Regions from separate parts of the Gasterosteus aculeatus genome. Here region 2 is linked to region 1. The links are chromatin contacts, called in public Hi-C maps. All regions are on one chromosome and are shown on one strand. The core of a region is the stretch at or near the end of the contact, and the rest is flanking DNA. Distances in the headings are between cores, read along the strand shown. Region 1 holds the start of LOC120815997. Region 2 has its middle 16 kb from the start of onecut3b.

What was found. A called contact is a pair of places that touch in the nucleus more often than the background predicts.
Region 2: a Hi-C map of skeletal muscle shows a contact between it and region 1, with 5 times the contacts expected there. The contact joins the enhancer-like site here to the promoter of LOC120815997 in region 1. A contact is called at or near these places in 2 of 6 Hi-C or Micro-C datasets (skeletal muscle and tail fin).

What each region holds. Positions count from the first base shown.
Region 1 is chr3:8,364,652-8,368,234 of fGasAcu3.hap1.1, forward strand. It overlaps LOC120815997, which reads right to left and starts at 1,724. Exons shown (of 7, transcript XM_040171182.2): 1 at 1,368-1,724; 2 at 804-904; 3 at 368-396; 4 at 212-287; 5 at 4-135. The coding sequence starts at 897.
Region 2 is chr3:8,418,503-8,422,027 of fGasAcu3.hap1.1, forward strand. No RefSeq gene overlaps it. Among protein-coding and RNA genes, the nearest start is that of onecut3b, 16 kb to the right of the region's middle. Within about 2 kb of position 1,834, at least 3 of the 9 cell types and tissues checked have open chromatin away from gene starts, as enhancers often do.

The sequences.
Region 1 (3,583 bases), core at 474-2,973:
TGCCATGAAGCTTCTGAAAGCCTGAGGTCACCACCAGGATGGAGATGGCCACAAACAGACAGCGGTTGAGGGTGACGTTCTCCCAAGGCGTTTCAATCTGGGTCAAGTTCTGGATGGACGAAGCTTTACGTAAGGCTGCCGAAGGAGAGGAAGAGGAGGAGACGCTGTCATTGTGATCCAGTAAAGTTAACCGGGGGTGGTTGTTACTCACTTGTTCGGGGGAGGCTCGGCTCCCTGAGTAAAATCTTGGGTTCCGCTCTAACTGGTTGTGAAAACGTAGGAATTTCCTGTTGAACACAACAACAATATGATGTATTCTGGATGCGAACATTGAGAAGAAAAGTTAATTTGGTTCATTCCAACTAACCTCTTTGAATTTTCTTGTAGTGCTCATTTCTGAAACAGACAGACGGAGATGTACCGAGGGGATAAACCACAACGAACCGCCATTCCTTCACACTTATTCATGTTAATTTCATTTCTTGTCGTTCTTTACTTAGTATTCCTCGTCTGGAGACCTTGAGAGACTTTACAAAATGATTTCAGTCCGGACCAAAGCGCAAAACAGCCTCACAAGCAGGACTTTGTCTTTATTTGTAGAGAGCGAGGCTCACACCCGCCCCCCATTCAGCATTATCCCTGCGTTGCCTTTGACAAGGGGTCCAATTTCAGTCGCTCTCTGCGCTGCTGTTTTTATTTATAGAGTCGTACAATATATGTACCAAGGCTTTTATGTGCAGGCATCACAGATACTGTGTATATATGTACAGTATGTGTGTGTGTGTTTGTGTGTTCGTCGCCACCTGTTCTGAGGATCTGCGGAACAGGCTTCTGTGGAGGAGGTACTGCTCTTGGTGGCCTTAACTCCTCTTCAAATGTCTCATAGCTCTCTTCCATCCCTTCCCTGAGAGAACGACAGGGAAGAAGATGGATGTGGCTCAAAACTGAGTTTGTTTAGAAATGAGTCTGAGGATTCCGACGTGTGCATTTTACTCAACGCTTGTGTGTCACATGCAAGTGAGCCTGACTAGTCAGAGGTCAACCCATCCTACCGATTTTTGTAATTCTTTATAAATGCTCTATTTGTGGCTGCTGTTACATCCCCAAAACTAGACAGAGAGGTCAATCCTTCACTTTGTAAAATCTATTTTCCATTTTCTCATCGGCTCGTGTCTTACATGACATTTGTACCCGGACATTGAGCTAAAGTCCTAGCAGGCCTATAAATAGATGAAGCCGGGCCACCGGAGGGACAAAGTGATAATAGAATAGAAAGAATATACGGGCAGATGTTACCATTACTCCAGTGGTTAGCATTGCCCCGCGAGGAAGTCTAACCTTTGGCCCCGATTGAAATAAGGACCTACCTGTCACGACATTTGGGGTCGACCCCGGGCGGCGGCGGCGTCCAACCTTTGTCACAGAGCCTGTTGTTTCTCGGTAGAGATGGCAGCAGTCAGGCTCTGTGCTGCGTGACAGCCAAGAACAGGTGTGGGAGAATGAAAAAACAAAAAGAATTGTCAGTCAGTTCACATTGACATGTGCCGTGCGGCTGTCGAATCCCAAAAGGGGGCCGAGGTCCGCAGAGAAAAAGCCAAACCGGATACCACATATGGGAAGAATCTTATAAAAATCGTATTCGGTTTCAACCCCACAGATTTACAGCAACACGAATGAGAGAAACATTTTTTTTTTCCTCATGAAGTCTCCAGCAGATGGCGGCCCTGTACTTGCGAGTTTCAAGCGGCTTTGCTCCTTGAATGAAGTCTGTAGAACGTCCGACTAGCTGACTCTCAGATTAGCAGCAGGACTGACTCACGTCTAATGAGCCCACCATCAAACATGTGGCCATCTGTCCGTCAAGTTATAATCTCATTATAATCGCTATGTTTCCTTCGGACAGTGTTGCATACGTGTGTGTGTGTGTGAGAGCGATGGAGGCCACTAACGGGCCACAGAGCAAACACATGATGATGAGCTTCTCTCGGGATGAGGTGGTTACAGGCCTGCTTCGTGTGGGAGGAGAGAGGAAGTGTCGATAAACACACTTGTGTCTATGGTGATGACTCATGCCTCCGTTGGGATACATTGCAGCTGAGTCACGCAGCGATACACCCATCAGCAATCACTGTGAAGTGGATTGAAGCTGTGTAACCTTTCGCCGTGGGAAGACCGTCCAAGGAAATGGTCTCAAACAGGACCCCGAGCAGCATCTCAGGACGGTGTGTCCCAAAACTGACACTACCAATCTCTGTCAGTTGTGGTGCTTTTAAATAAATCTTAAATTGGGTGGCTCAATATTTCAGCAACTATTAAATACATTGCCATGAGGTTTTGTTCCCCTGAAAAAACACGTATTGATTGATAACTAATGGTGACAACTGGTGATGCTCTCAATTATGATCAATCAAGTAAAGATTTTCATTCGTCCAATGCTTGGGTTTATGTTCCAGTGAGGGGCAAACGCTGTGCTTTGTGTTTACTGCTCATTAGCAAAGATTAGCTTGCTAACACAACAAAGTAAAATGGCGACGGTGGAGGAAATCAGCGTGTGAGCATTGCGAGCATCCAGTCCAAACAGTGCTGAGAGTTGTAGGCATTCATCCTATGTGTTGATTGAAATATTTACTGTAAATGGATAAACATATGGACAAATCCCCATTAAAACAAAGTATACATTACGACCGGCTTCCAAAATACAATATTTCATCCAGTTCCATTTCAGCTCATCAATTCGTGGGGGTTTATCTCCTTTTACAGCAAAATAGACGTTTTTTATTTATTATTTATAATTATTTTCTTTTATTTTGTTTATCGCTGGCAGCGCTGTCAAGGCCATTAGCAGAAAGCTGTGAAGGTAATCCCTAAACTATTAATTTGGAATGTGCTACCTTCATATTCATATTTCTCCTGTAGATTCCTTTTTGTAGGCAACAAAACAATGTGCTGTGCACCCCTCAGCTGAATTTAATCTGTTCATTTAGTTTGTTTAAAACAAAGAGTACAATATGCTGTGGGCTCCTGAATAACAGTATACAGAACACACACTGCAAATTTTAGCGGCGTGATGGATTCATTTAGTGTTGTTCTCGCCTATAATGAGCTTGTCTGCAGACTTAATTGACCAAATGCACACTCTCACCCCACTGATTTGTCGCTGCTTACGTTGAGATTCCAAGGACACGGCGTCATTACCAGTCACAGTGCATCATCCGAGGGAACAGGAAACAATATACGGAGCCTAGCGATTTCCTCCTTAATGTCAACAAGTGATCTGAGCTCTTTCTCATTCTCAGTGTCGAGGTAAGAAGTGAAAGAAAGTGAAACGGGCAAATCTGGACCAACGCATTAAAGAATGTTTGGAGGGCAATAGAAGCCCCGTGTGGACACGCTGTGTCCAATAATGAGAGCAAACATTGCTTGCGGACATCTACATTCCCAATTATGTCAGAGGAGAGATGCAGCTGGGTAAAGCCTTTGGCTCCCTTTGGTGTCCTCCAAGGACACATTGACCGTCCAAGGCTCAGTGGGCGCTGCCCTATGTCCTCACACACACTGAGGAGCACAGTGGAGCGTGAAACAA
Region 2 (3,525 bases), core at 584-3,083, 54 kb after region 1:
GAAATCTTGCCAACTCCCTTTTGTGCCCCGTGAGGGATGATGAAACCACGGCTTCTGTGTCAGGATGAATAACTCAACAGCCGTTAAACATTCATGAGGCCGAATGAGAATAGATGAACAAATTGGGCTGTTTCTTTTTTTCCACGCCGCCTCTTAACAGTGTCAGCCGGCCATTTTGGTGTTGAGAACAGGAGGTCGCCTTCGTAGGGCGACTCCTCTCCCCCTCGTCGACCCCCCTTTGTGTTTCATTCCCCTGGTGATTCCCGGTGGAAACAGTGTGTAGAGGACAGTGAGAATGTCTAGTGGTGGTAGATGGTTGTAGATTATCGTGCAAACACTGATCACAAATGTAAGCGTAGATGAGGGCGTGTTCTGTTTTATTATCATCTTCTCCTTCTCCCCCTTTTCTACCTTCCTCCCCCCCTGTTTTCTCCTGCCCTCCTAGCGCTTTGCCTCCCCCGTTGTCCCGGTTCACAGTATTAGGCTGGATTATGGTTGTGTGGTAGTAGACGCGTGTTCTGTGTGGTCGGTGAGTCCACTTCGTCGTGTTATGATTTGTCGCTCCTTTCGATGCCATTGAACACCGGCGTCGGAGTGAAGACAAAGGATGAAAGGGGGCGACCCAGGTTCCCTAAAAAAAAAAAAAAAAAAGAATAAAAAAACACTGGTTCCCATTTTACGCCCCTACTCATTTCTAAAAAGAAAAAAGCACTTCTGGAACTTTCCCGCTCTGCACAGCACCGTTGTGGGATCTTTCTCTGGATGTGAAAGCCAACAGACTCTTATGTGTTTTCTCTGATGACATCTTGTCATTCTTTACCAATGGGGGGGTCGGGTTGTTCTGATGCTGTGACTGTGAGTCTACACTCACTTTCGGGCTGCTGGGGTCAAGGTTAAGAAATAAGCATTTGCATCTATTCAAGTCCGGCAAACCCTCGAAATCTAGTAAAGGCTTTGAAAAAAAAAGATTTGCTGTCTTTCACCGCTCACATTTTCTGCCAGAGATCCTTTATCAAATACATTGAACATGTTCAATTGACACTTTGACAGAAAATGGGCCAGTCGACACGTCTTTGCAGCCGAGGCCGTCGCCTCACACGTTCTGTGTGTCGTTGCTCGATTCCTTTCCTCCGCTGTAATATTTGAGAAAGCAGGCTGAGCGATGTCCTCCTCCCGTGTGCCCTCGCATGGGCTTCATGTGCTGCAGCCTTAGACGCAGCGACCTCCCTGCCGGGATACCTTCTGCTGCGTGACTCTCCAAAGACACGTGGAGACGGATCCTGAGACGCCAATAATCACGGCTTATTTTTGAGCTGAGCCTAAAGTTTTATGTTGACAAACAGGACTGAATTCCTTCATGCATTTCCTTGGTTTCCTCTCTGTCGCTCTTGCATCCGTCTCCTGCACCGGATCCCGACAGCTGCTGCTCCGATTGGACTCGATGGGAGTTGAATTATCAGAGCTGAGAGGAGCAGTAATGGGATGATGGAGAAGTGAGCTCCACTGATTCGGTGATTACTGGCTTCATTAATCTCATTTCCATAACACCCTTCCCCATGACGAGGTGTCGTGCAAATACTGAAGGCTGGATGTGTGGTTTTATTTTAGCGTCTTCACATATCTGTTAGAAGGTAGTTCTCTCTAATTGGACAAAGAGACGCTAATACGAAGCTGTCACTGTTGACATTCAGGCATTCGGGTTTAATTGGCGGAGCATCGCGACGGGATTGTTTAAAGCATCTTGAGGAGTCGACTGCTTCATCTTAACCTTGACCAGACAACCGCAGCCCGCCCCCCCTTCCTATGTGTCAATACTGGGCCCAAGTGGTCAATGTGAGTAACAGCAACAAAGTGGGACCATGACGCTGTCGTAACAGTATCATTGTGTGTGTGTGTGTGTGTGTGTGTGTGTGTGTGGAAGGAAAACAAACCAAGCTCTGGGTCTCATGCCGTGAAACGCTAAAGAGAGCAAATGTTAGTTTTTTCTTACTGTCCGGGGTGACGTCCACTCTCTCAGAGGGGTGTTGAGAAGCGTTCTGACCCGGCTCGCTGTGACTCTAAACACTTTGAGTAATAACAAAACAAACGCGTCACATCACCGTTCCCTCTCAGCGATACGGCTGAAGGGTGAGCAGTAGTTGGCCTCACATTCAACCACTTTCTTTCTTTTGGTTTCGGCAGGTTGAATCTATGCATGCCTTTTGTAATCAGTGAGAAACTCTCCGCTCGGGGGGCCGTCGTTGCTGCCATGGGACTGGTTGAAACCGACTCGGCACGAGAGCAGCTGGGACCCTTCAAGTGTTTTCAGCCTGGTAATCACTTCACACACATTCTAAGGAGTGTGCGTCTTACAGAAGAAGCATTCGTTTACTTGGGATGATTGTACTTTTACACGTATGTACGCGCGAGAGGACGCGGTCAGCTGTAGATAACTACTGATATTCCAAGCAGGACGGCAGGACTGATCAATGCCGTATGGGGGATTGGATTATTAATGGCAGACTTTCATTGATCTTGAACCTTCTCCCTCTGAAGTGGGAGCAGGTGAGCGGCGCTCTCACAGACCTGGTTAGCACTCATTTCTAGGTTTCCACACGACCTTTTAAGACGATTTTCCTCTCTTAAGAACGAGATGGCGCCACATTTAAGACTATTTCTTTTGCCAGGTCTGAGCCAGTGTAACGCTCTTTTCCCTCTCCGTCACTTCAGAGGAAGCGGCCACTGTGTCTTTAGCTCTGTATTTGTTGGAGCCCTCGAACAGAAGATATAGTTAATAATAGTTTAAGTAAAGTTCTCAAATTGGCTAAATTATTTTTCTCTTCTTTGTCTTTCTCTCGTTTTCTGTCTCTTCTCTGTCTTTCTCTCTTTCAACTTGGCGCCGATCTCGTTAAACACACAGCCGATGCGTATTCGTGGCCTTTAGCCGCGGCCATTACTGACCCCAGAAACCTGGGAATGGGTGCTGAGCGCTCCGATGTAATGCAGAGCTAACAATTAACCACTAAAGCACATGACATTCCTCTCTGTTCCCTAAAAACACGCGACTGTGCCAGAATTATTAACATTTCCATGCTGCACCGCGCTGTGTGTGTGTGTGTGTGCGTGTGGATCCTTGGGCGTAAAGAACAGGAACTGTATATATTAGAACTATTAGCCATATCATGTCATCAGATCTGTAGACCTCCTTGCCATGTCTGCCAGAGGAAAATGACTGTTGAACTGTAAATAGTGTAGTTATAGTAATAGAGGATTTAAAAGCTGTTTCTTTACTCCAGGGATCACGCGTGTTTTGCTCAGTCCCATGGCTGCTTGGTCCCAAAGGGAAAGATGAGACAATAATGTCCTCGTCTAGAAAACACGTATTAGTTCTTTTTTTTAATTTTGAATTCATGTTTTATATACTGTCTGTCTTGTAAATGAACTCCTTTCATCATAAAAGCATGATGTTACTCTGTCAAAAGTGTCCCGTGTCTCTCTTCGCCTGCCGCTGATATTTAGGAACCTCCACCACGTGGTCATTAGAAC